2 separate regions of the Mus musculus genome follow, and region 2 is linked to region 1. A link is a contact called in public promoter capture Hi-C data. All regions are on one chromosome and are shown on one strand. The core of a region is the stretch at or near the end of the contact, and the rest is flanking DNA. Distances in the headings are between cores, read along the strand shown.

Region 1 (4,710 bases), core at 2,169-4,668:
AGACCTTGAAGCACCTTCTCACAGTGTACCTGTGTTCAGGGAGACTCGGGAGCTGGAGGCTTGCCGCCAGCCTTCTCCATTTTATTCAGCCTAGGACCCAATTGAGAAAAAACAGGCAACGAGACAAAAGCATCCTTCTTCCCTGGCCTGACATAGGCATGCAGCAGAAAGCCTGGCCCAGATGAGCATTGGGTCTACCTGCCTCAAAGATCTGGATTAGAAGTGGATCTTCCCGCTTCAAATTATGTCCCCCCAAAACAAACAAACAAACAAACAAACAAAAAAACCAAAAAACCTCACAGGTGTGCTCCTCCATTTTTGGGTTTTAGTTAATTCCAGATGTAGTCAAGTTGACAGCCAAGAACAGCCATCAGACTCTGAGACTTTGAATTCATGATTCTTATATGGCAGCCTCCAGTGACACAGAATTGCAGGCTTGACCACCAGGCACAGTTTTGTTTGTTTGTTTGCTTGTTTGTTTGTCTGTCTGTCTTCTCACTGTAAGTTATTTTTGAGCATCAGCTCTAGTGTCTCCCTCCCTTCTCTTTTTAAATTTTTTTTCACCATCCTCCCATCTTGCCCATCTCAAAGCCTGTTAAATGGGCCCAAGGAGTCTGGCTGAAGGTGAGTGTAAGAAGGTGCCCAGGTAGCAGCCTGACCTCCTGTGGCATGTCCCGTGTCAGAGCCTCCACTTCTGTTCTCAGAGCCCAGGGCCGAAGTTCACAAGCAATATTAACCAGACGCTAGATCCTCTGTCTCCTCCATAGCTGCCATGGCCTGGGCTTAGAAACAACAGCAACAAATGCAGGCCCCGCCCCCTGGTCCTCTGAGCCCAATGCTGTGGTGGGGTATTGGCTGGCTGGCAGCACACAAGGTTAGCTTTGGGGACATCCTAGCTACCACCACTCGCTGTGAATACCACATCAGCCTGGTTGGCTTCTGGAGAAGGGCATGCTAGACTGGGGAGTGAGCCCTTCGGCTCCTGAGAAGGACTGGCAGCAGCTGCTGCTGGGAATGGGAAGAGGTCCTTCCAGCCCCACTGTGGAAGCCCAAGGCCCTGGGGTGATTCTGTTGGTAGCTGGCTTCTCTCCCTCGACTGGATTGGGACAACTCCCTAAAACAGCTTCATTAGCTCTGAAGCAAGATGTCAGTGAGAAAAACAGCAGACAGAAGTTAGGAGTGCTATGGAGAAACTGCCAAGACCAGCCAGGTCAGAGTGCAGGGCCAGGAATGAGCTCGTTGTCAAAACAGACTCAAGGACAAACAAAACTCGCCAGTGCTTCCTTTGGATTTATAGATTTAGGAGGGCAAGTAAGGAAGCAGCCTCAGGGCAGAGGCACACACTGGGCCAGCTTTGCAGCCTCAGGGCAGATGCACACACTGGGGCAGCTTTGTAGCCTCAGGGCAGATACACACTAGGGCAGCTTTGCAGCCTCAGGGAAGATGCACACACTGGGCCAGCTTTGCTGGCTGGCTGATTGTGGACAGTGAAGAAGCCAAGAGATTCATTTTTGTTGATTCATTTTCTCTACCCCCTTAAATCATTTAAAATATATATATTTATTTATTTATTTATTTAACCTGTATGTGTTTGCCTGAACTTATGGATGTACACCATGTGCCCATGGAGGCCAGAAGAGGGCATTAGATTTCCTGGAATTTGTGTTACTTGTGAGCCACCCATTGTTGGGTGCTGGGAACTGAACCTATGTCATCTGCAAGAGCAGCAAATGCTCTTAAACACTGAGCTAAATGTATCTCCAGCCCTCACTTACATCGTTTTCAGTGAACTTTTGTAAACTCCAGGTTTAGAAGCTGATGCCTTGAATCCACAGAAAGTCTAGCTTGGCATTTACTGTGTAGACCAGGCTGGCCTCTGACTCCATGCTGAGATTACAGGAGTGTGCTACCACACCTAGGCTGGGGAACTTTATGATGGGGAAATGACCTTTTTGACAGGCTTCTGAAGGAAGGTGACCAGTGCCCTGAGCCCTGTTTTGCACGCACGCACACACACACACACACACACACACACACCCTGCAACACACACTTTCCTTTCTTCCCTTCCACAAAATGCATTTACATCTGATACTCTATGCGGTGAGTTAATCCAGAGAAACTCCTCTCAGGCTGGGCTAGCTTCTTCCTTCAGAAGTAAAACGTGGCTTAAAATGTGTCACGTGAGCTCCAGCCCTGCCACCAGAGGCCTTCTCTCTATCATAACTGTACCTAGAGCGATTTCTTCTGGTGGTTATCTTGAGCCCACGTTACCCATTTCCCTATTCAATGAGAACCTCACTTCAGAGCTTTTATCTAAGATGAAAGTAGTGTCTACCGACAGTTGGATTCCCTGAAGTGTGTGGACAGGAGCCTTCCCTGGGCAAGCACCTCACACTGAGGACAGTGGCAGCCCGGGCTCCATGGGAGAGAGTGTTACATAGTCCTCCTGCTGAGCCCTTCAAACCCACACTTTCCTAGGTGAAGGGCAGCCCTGCACGGGGTTAACAGGATCAGGCCTCAGCCTAGCTTTGAGGAGCCCTGTTAATGGGCCTCAGTGAGAGAGGATATGTCTAATCCTGTTGGGACTAGATGTCCCAGGATGGGGTGACCCAAGGTGGTGGGGAGGGAGTAACAGGGGGAGGGATTTATAAGGGCAGGACTGGGTGGAGAGGAGGGGGAGGGGGGCTTCAATCCCAATGCAAAGTGAATAAAAATAAATAAATTACTGAAAAAAAACAAAGAGTTCTTCAGCAAGCAATGGTTTACTGGTGTATATTACAGCCTTGGCTCTGTGGGCAGCTGCTGTGGAAAGGCCTGGGGGAGGGGTCTGGGTGATCAGAACTGTTTCTTGGAGCATGAATGTCTAGAAGAAGAGGACAATCTTCAGAGAAAGCTGGCTTTCGATGCAGCAGTGGGAACAAACAGGTCCCTGAAATGTCCATGGGCATGGCCAGACACATAAACGAGCATTTGAAGGCACAGGAACATGTGAATGCATACATATAAACACTCCTCTCACACGGTTCCTGCTCACATGGGCACACACAGGCATATACACGTCCAGGCAGAAGCACATACAAATTCACACCCGTGCATACACAAACATAAAGGCACATGCATAGGAACCCACAGGAGAAGGCTACACAGGCACACAAACTTGATACAGACCCAGGCATCCAAAAATGGCTCAGATGTTTTTTGCATGTGTATATACACGTACACATGTGCACAAGTGTGCGTGCGTGCACACACACCCTGTAATTTCAACAGCCAGGCCACTTGACAGCTTCCTGGCTAGCTGCCCTTTATAGTTTACCCTGGAAGGCAGCCAGGTCCCTCCCCTTGCTCCACCTCTCCCCCAATTGGTTGCATAAATTCCCTCCCTTTGCCCCTTGCCTGTGCAGTCCGCACTTAATACCAGCACTGGTCTCTGCTGAGCCTCTGCTCGTTCCTGGCAAATCCTGCAGGACCCGAGTGTCAGCCAGCCAGCAGCATGGGTAAGGAAAAGGGTCTCAAACCATGTGTAGGCTGCCCGTAGTTTGGAGGGTCCTCCTCCTTCCAGGAAATGACCCGGAACTGTGGGGAGGACAGTGACAAAAGAGTTGGACTCTTGTTCCTACCCTACAGGCATGCGCATAGCAGCTCAAGTGAAAGCTTCATGCACACTATTTTTCAGCCTGGCCTAAGTTCTAAGGAACAGAAAGGGACCACCAGAAATGGTGGTTTTGTGAATCCTACCCGACCTCGGTAGGGGCAGGGCAGGAGCGGTGCAGCTTGTCACCCTCGTAAATAGACGATTCTGGTTTTAGCACGGGGTCAATGGGTTGGGGGGCGGGTGTTACAAAAGAACAATCATCACAGCCTGGATCTCTCAAGCTGCTTCATATCACCAGTCAATGGGGGAAGTCAGGGGCAGCCACACTAGCGCACTGAGGGCCTGATTCTGCGCCCCTCCCAAGTCCCACAGCCCTCTTATCCTTTTGCCTGCGAGCTCCTGGGTATCAGTCTGAGAGTCTGGGTTTCAGAAGGAATGTTGAGGCCCTGCTCCCCTTATTGCTGGCTCTTCCCTGGGCTAGTAGAAAGACCAGTGGCCACCCTGAAAACCCACTTGAACTTTGCCTGGATTCTCCAAACTCAAAATGTCATAGACCTTGCTTAAAATGCTTAAGACTGGAGGATGCCACACAGAGAAAGATGGTACCCCAGGCAACCTAGCAGCCTGGACCAAGCCTTGGGTGGTGGGATAAACCTCCTCCACTTCTCTCCTCCTCCTCCTCCTCCTCCTCCTGCTCCTCCTCCTCCTCCTCCTCCTCCACTCCTCTCCTCCTCCCTCCACTCCTCTCCTCCTCCTCCTCCTCCTCCTCCACTTCTCTCCTCCTCCTCCTCCTCCTCCTCCTCCTCCTCCTCTTCCTCCTCCTCCTCCACTTCTCTCCTCCTCCTCCTCCTCCTCCTCCTCCTCCTCCTCCTCCTCCTCCTCCTCTTCTTCTTCTTCTTCTTCTTTGGTTTTTTTGAGACAGGGTTTCTCTGTATAGCCCTGGCTGTCCTGGAACTCACTTTGTAGACCAGGCTGGCATCAAACTCAGAAATCTGCCTGCCTCTGCCTCCCAAGTGCTGGGATTAAAGGCGTGTGCCACCACCGCCCGGCTTCTCTCCTCTTCTTAAAGATGTTTTTATTTTATGAACATTTCTGTATGTTCATGTGTAGCACA
Region 2 (5,157 bases), core at 972-3,471, 46 kb before region 1:
TCAGTCACAGTGGCAATTTGAAACTGAAAGAAGGCAAAGCGTGCAATGATAGCGTCTCACTATGTAAACCAAGCTCGCCTCAAATGCAGAGTCCCACCCACCCCTGTTTCCCTACTGGGATTAAAGGCATGTGCCACCATGCCTGGCTCCAGAATTTGTACCTTCCAGCCCATTTCTCACCCGGTTATACGAACGGGCATCTCTGTAGTACAGCACTCTCATGCAGCGCTCCACAAGCTCCCGAGCCTCAGTCTGACTCAGCACTGGCTGCTTCTCTAGAACTTCTCGAAGCAGAGGCTACACAGGCGGGCAAAACATTGGAGAAATTAGACTGGCTTAACAGAAGGCAACCTACTCTAACCCATGTAAACAGGCACCAAAGTGGATGAGTTTTCTACCCACTGTTTCAAAAGAATTAGGTGCTGGCTTTGTTTGTTTGACATTGAATTCTTTTGTATGGGTATGTGCACATGCACGCAGAAGTGAGAAAACAGCTCTTAGGTGCTGGTTGTCTCCTCCACCATGGTGACCCCAGGCTGCCTGTCAGCCTTGGAAAGTGACTTAACCCAAGGAGTCTTTGTTTTGTGTTTGAAATAGTCTTGCTATGCAGCCTACATACATGCAGTCTTGCTATGCATGGTCCTCCTGGCCTCAGCCTCCTGTGCACTAATATTACAGATATGTGCCACCATGCCCAGCTAAGACTCTCTTAAAAGTGGGGAAGCCTAGGGCTGCCACTGTTTCCATTCCAAGGCTGTTTCTTGTCACTGGAAGTTAATGTAAACGTATTCTCCTTAGACAAAGAAAACCAGCTGCCCAACGTTAGGATTCCAGCCTCTCTTATCAAAATTCCAAGGGAAAGAGATTAACATTGCCTTCTCATTTCTATTTCTCTTCTCCCCATCGCTAGGCCCACTACTTACCTGAGCCAAGTATGCACCATAACCAGTGGCCAGTGAAGGGGCTTCATAAGCTACACCAAGCATGTCCACATAACCGAGGAAGCTAGAGGGACAAACACATCAAAGAACTGATCTAATCTTCCATTTCTTAGCTGTGTCCATTAGGTCTGAATTAAAAGATGGAAATTCTCTGGGGTCAAAGTGCCTGAGGGTGGGGAAGCAGGATAGCTCGGTGGTGAGGGCACTTGCCAGCATGCCCGATGACCCAAGTTTGATCTCTAGAATCCACAATGCAGAAGATGCATGCACACACAAACACACACACAGTACTACACAAGCACAAATACCAAAAGAAGTGTAAAGAACCATTCTGTTTAAAGACTGAAGAGACACTACATAGGTGCTAGGTTAGGCGGTCAAGGAAGTTATCAAATACCTTTCTCCGTCAGCATAGCCTCCAATGACCATGGTGTTCCACAGGGGATTCATCTTGGAGCGGCGGCTGTACATGGCTCTTGTCAACCATGAATGAATAGCTCTAGGGCTATAGCTGTGTCCATCTCCCAACAGCTCTTCATCAATCCTTAAATACAATTGAGAAAGCAATGATAACAGGTCAGGCTCCCCATCCCACTCCCTGTTCTACACACAATTCTACAATCCAAGACCACCCCCCCCAATACCAAAAAGTATTCCAAACATTCACAAATGTCTCAACAATTACCCAAAGTCTCAAGTCCCTCCATCCCGCCTACAGGAATAATAAACGGAAGGCTGTCCGCTCCACTTGGAGGCGACTTACACCATCTGGCCGAGAACTTGTTTCAAATACTGGAAATCAGCGTAGTCTCCCGAGGCACCCAGCATAGTGCTGTCGTTGACTCGCATAATACGAGAGATATTGCGGAAACGAGCCAGGGAGCCGTAGGAGCCCAGCATGTCTGCAGCAATCACCACTCCGCCGTCGAACTTCACCCCGAGTACCGATGTCCCGGTCACCATGGGGTTCCTGAATCGTGAAAAGGGTCCCTGAGCGCGAGGCCGGAGCCCCGATTGCTGGCGCCCGCGCATCAGAGGTCCCCGCATCCCGGCCCGCCGCCCATTCCCGGCGCGGTGAGAGCGCGACTCACTGGGTCCGAGTGATGGGACCCTCGCAGGGCGCCGACGCCGGGTCCATGAGGCCGCTGGGGGTGGCCGGGATGCGGTAAAACTGCCCTGGAGCCGGACCCCCGGCCCAGTGGCCAGCCCGTGACTCCCAAAACGCTTCCATCTTAGTCACCTCAGCCGACAGAAATGAAAGCGCTAGCGTCACCGGAAACGGAAGTGGTCCTTTGCCACGCCTCTCTTCTTCCTGCCTGCCTCTTCCATGGGTCAGGACTCCGGCTCTGTATTTATAAAGCCGTTTGAGGAGTCCTGGTCCAGAGTAGCCGCCAAGACTGACAGAAATGCACAAGGCCGCATCCCCGTATCCCACTGCAGTAGGGATGCCTAGATCCCAGTATTCTGACAATTCAGGAGGAGCAGGCCGTGTGGGACAAGCACCAGGACCTGTTACCATGTGCTTTTTGGATCAATATCAAAAACAAGGCTTGAAGAATCACTGGACCCAAGCTCTCTTACTGTTTTACTTCTCAGAGCCGGCCAATAGAGCAGGCATTATCAACTTATTTGATAGATAAGAAGCCGAAGCATAAGATACAGTGGTTTACCCCGTTACAGTCAATAAAAGGTAGAAAAGATACAAACCAAGGGGAGAGATGGCCCACGTTTATAGCACTGGGGTTCGAATCTAAGCACCCACGGGGTGGCTGACAATCACCTGTAACTCCTCTTCTAGCCCTGAGGGCACCAGGCACTTATGTGGTGAACAAGGGGGGGTGGGGGGGAGAGAAGAGGGAGAAAGAGAAAAATCTTAGTATTCAGAAGGCTGGAACAGAAGGAATGCCTCCAGTACAAGACCATTCTGGACTACACTCAGAGTCCAGGACAACCTGAACTACTGAGAGATCTTGTATTAAAAGAAAAAAGAATCCACAGTGAACTAGAGGCAGTGGAGGAATTCCCCTGCCCCCTCAAGATAGCATACAAAACAATAGGTTTCATTACAGCCTTTTCATCCTAGATGTCGTTTTACTCTACCCTCACTGGTGCCCATCTCAGTGCCTTCCCTGTCTTCCTGCTTCCTCCTCCCTGTCTAAGAAGACCCTTCGTGCTTCCACTGACACGTGTTCTATTACCTTCTAATCCTTCACCCGGGTCCCTAAAGAGCCTTTTCCTTATGAGCACCTTTCTACTTTCCTGACCTAATACACACATACAAACACACCTAGATTCCACATATGAGAGAATATTGATGTTGAAGTTCTGACCCAGAACAATTGGCTGAGGTGCATATTTAACATATTCAAGTCGACATAGCCTCCAGGTTCTCCCAGCATCCCTCAGTCCCTACCTGGCACAACCCACCCTTTACTCTGAACTTTTCCAGCCCAGGGGCCAGGATTCCCCTCCCCACAGAGGCTCTTTCCTATATAATCCAGACATTATTTGTCTGAATATTAATTTTGCCTAATATTCTCTTGTATTTCCTTCAGAGACTCTAGTGTATACAATCCTTTTTTAAAAAAGATTTATTTATTTATTATATGAGTACATTGTAGCTGTCTTCATACACACCAGAAGAGGGCATCGGATCCCATTACAGATGGTTGTGAGCCACCATGTGGTTGCTGGGAATTGAACTCAGGACCTCTGGAAAAGCAGTCAGTGCTCTTAGCCACTGAGCCATCTCTCCAGCCCTGTTTACCATCTATTTGAACATGTCCCTGTGGCTCTTAAAAAAAAAAAAAAGATTTGTTTATTTGGGGCTGGAGAGATAGCTGTTCTTCCTGAGGACCCAGATTTGATTTACAGAACCTACTTGGTGGCTAGTAACCATCTGTAACTCTAGTTCTATAGGGTCTGACATCATATTGCAGTGTGGGCACCAGCCACTCACATGCTGCATCCATACATATACTAAAATAATAGTAACTACCATCATTGCTTCTCAAAATGTTTTGTATGATGGGTGTTTTGCCTGCAGGTGTTCAGGACATGTGTGTGGTGTCTTTCAAAGCCAGAAGAGGGTGCTGTTTCCTCTGGAATTGTAGCTACAGGTGGTTGTAAGCCACCAAATGCTGGAATCAAATCAGCAATTTGCAAGAGCAGCAAATGGTCTTAATCACTGAGTCATCCCTCCAGCCCTTGTTTGTTTTTGAGTCACCATTCTATGTTGGGTATTTTCTACAGACTCACTTACAAGGCTCTCTACACAGCCCAGCCTAGACCTCCCTATACTGTCATGATGGACTCTTTCACTCGTCAATTTGACACGATCTAGAGTCACCTAGGAAGAGAGTCTAGTTCAGGATGGCCTACAGATGTGCTTATAAAGGGGTTTGGTTAACTGAGGTGAGACTAGCACTCTGATTATGGGTGGCCCCATTTCATGGGCTGGACCCTGAATTGTATGAGAATCAAGAGAGAAAAAAAGGAAGCCAAGAAAATGGTGCATGCACTCGGCCTCGTTCTCTGCTCCTGCCTCCCAATGTGGAAGGCTGCTTCAGGTTGTTCCTGCCTTGCCCCCCTGCAATGATGTGCAGTAACCTAGAACTGCATAAGCCAAATGAACCTTTCTATAGCTTCGGGCTTTTCCACCCATGCCTTACTACCTGGGTGGGGGTGAGGGGAGAACCAACTCAGATGTTTAATATTATTTACAAACTCCTAGGCCATAAGCTAAGCTAGTTCCCCGACTAACTCCTAACTTATTTTGTCTTTGTTGTTGTTGTTGTTGTTGTTGTTGTTTTTCCGAGACAGAATTTCTCTGTGTAGCCCTGGCTGTCCTGGAACTCACTCTGTAGAGCAGGCTGGCCTCGAACTCAGAAATCCGCCTGTCTCTGCCTCCTGAGTGCTGGGATTAAAGGCGTGCGCCACCACACTCGGCGACCATTAGATCTTTATTGATGATTCTTCTACACAGAACACAGATTATCCCAAAGCCTTTCCTAATTTTTTGTTGTTGTTGCTAATATTTCATCCCAGCAACGGAAATGAAGTTAACAACAGTCTAGGCTGGCTTCCTGCCTCAGCTTCCCAAATGTTATTATACCATCAGACTATTAGCTAACTTCATTAATTTATGTTTTTCTGGTAAACCCATACACTCAGTGTTTATTTACAGTTGTATTTCTTTTAATTCTGGAATGCCTAC

The links. Capture Hi-C pulls out chosen DNA fragments and counts their contacts.
Region 2: a promoter capture Hi-C map of adipose tissue shows a contact between it and region 1. The contact joins the promoter of Psmb4 here to the promoter of Selenbp1 in region 1. A contact is called at or near these places in 6 of 39 promoter capture datasets (embryonic stem cells, fetal liver, macrophages and 1 more), 12 of 484 Hi-C or Micro-C datasets (the G1E-ER4 cell line, the HL-1 cell line, embryonic fibroblasts and 5 more), 7 of 115 datasets of contacts at active chromatin or transcription factors (the SCID.adh cell line, embryonic stem cells, epiblast stem cells and 3 more) and 3 of 9 other capture datasets (adipose tissue, liver and pancreatic islet).

What each region holds. Positions count from the first base shown.
Region 1 is chr3:94,929,665-94,934,374 of GRCm38.p6, forward strand. It overlaps Selenbp1 (selenium binding protein 1), which reads left to right and starts at 3,419. Exons shown (of 12, transcript NM_009150.3): 1 at 3,419-3,498. The coding sequence starts at 3,495.
Region 2 is chr3:94,884,737-94,889,893 of GRCm38.p6, forward strand. It overlaps Psmb4 (proteasome (prosome, macropain) subunit, beta type 4), which reads right to left and starts at 2,222. Exons shown (of 7, transcript NM_008945.3): 1 at 2,033-2,222; 2 at 1,705-1,911; 3 at 1,339-1,485; 4 at 924-1,005; 5 at 181-297; 6 at 1-23. The coding sequence starts at 2,172.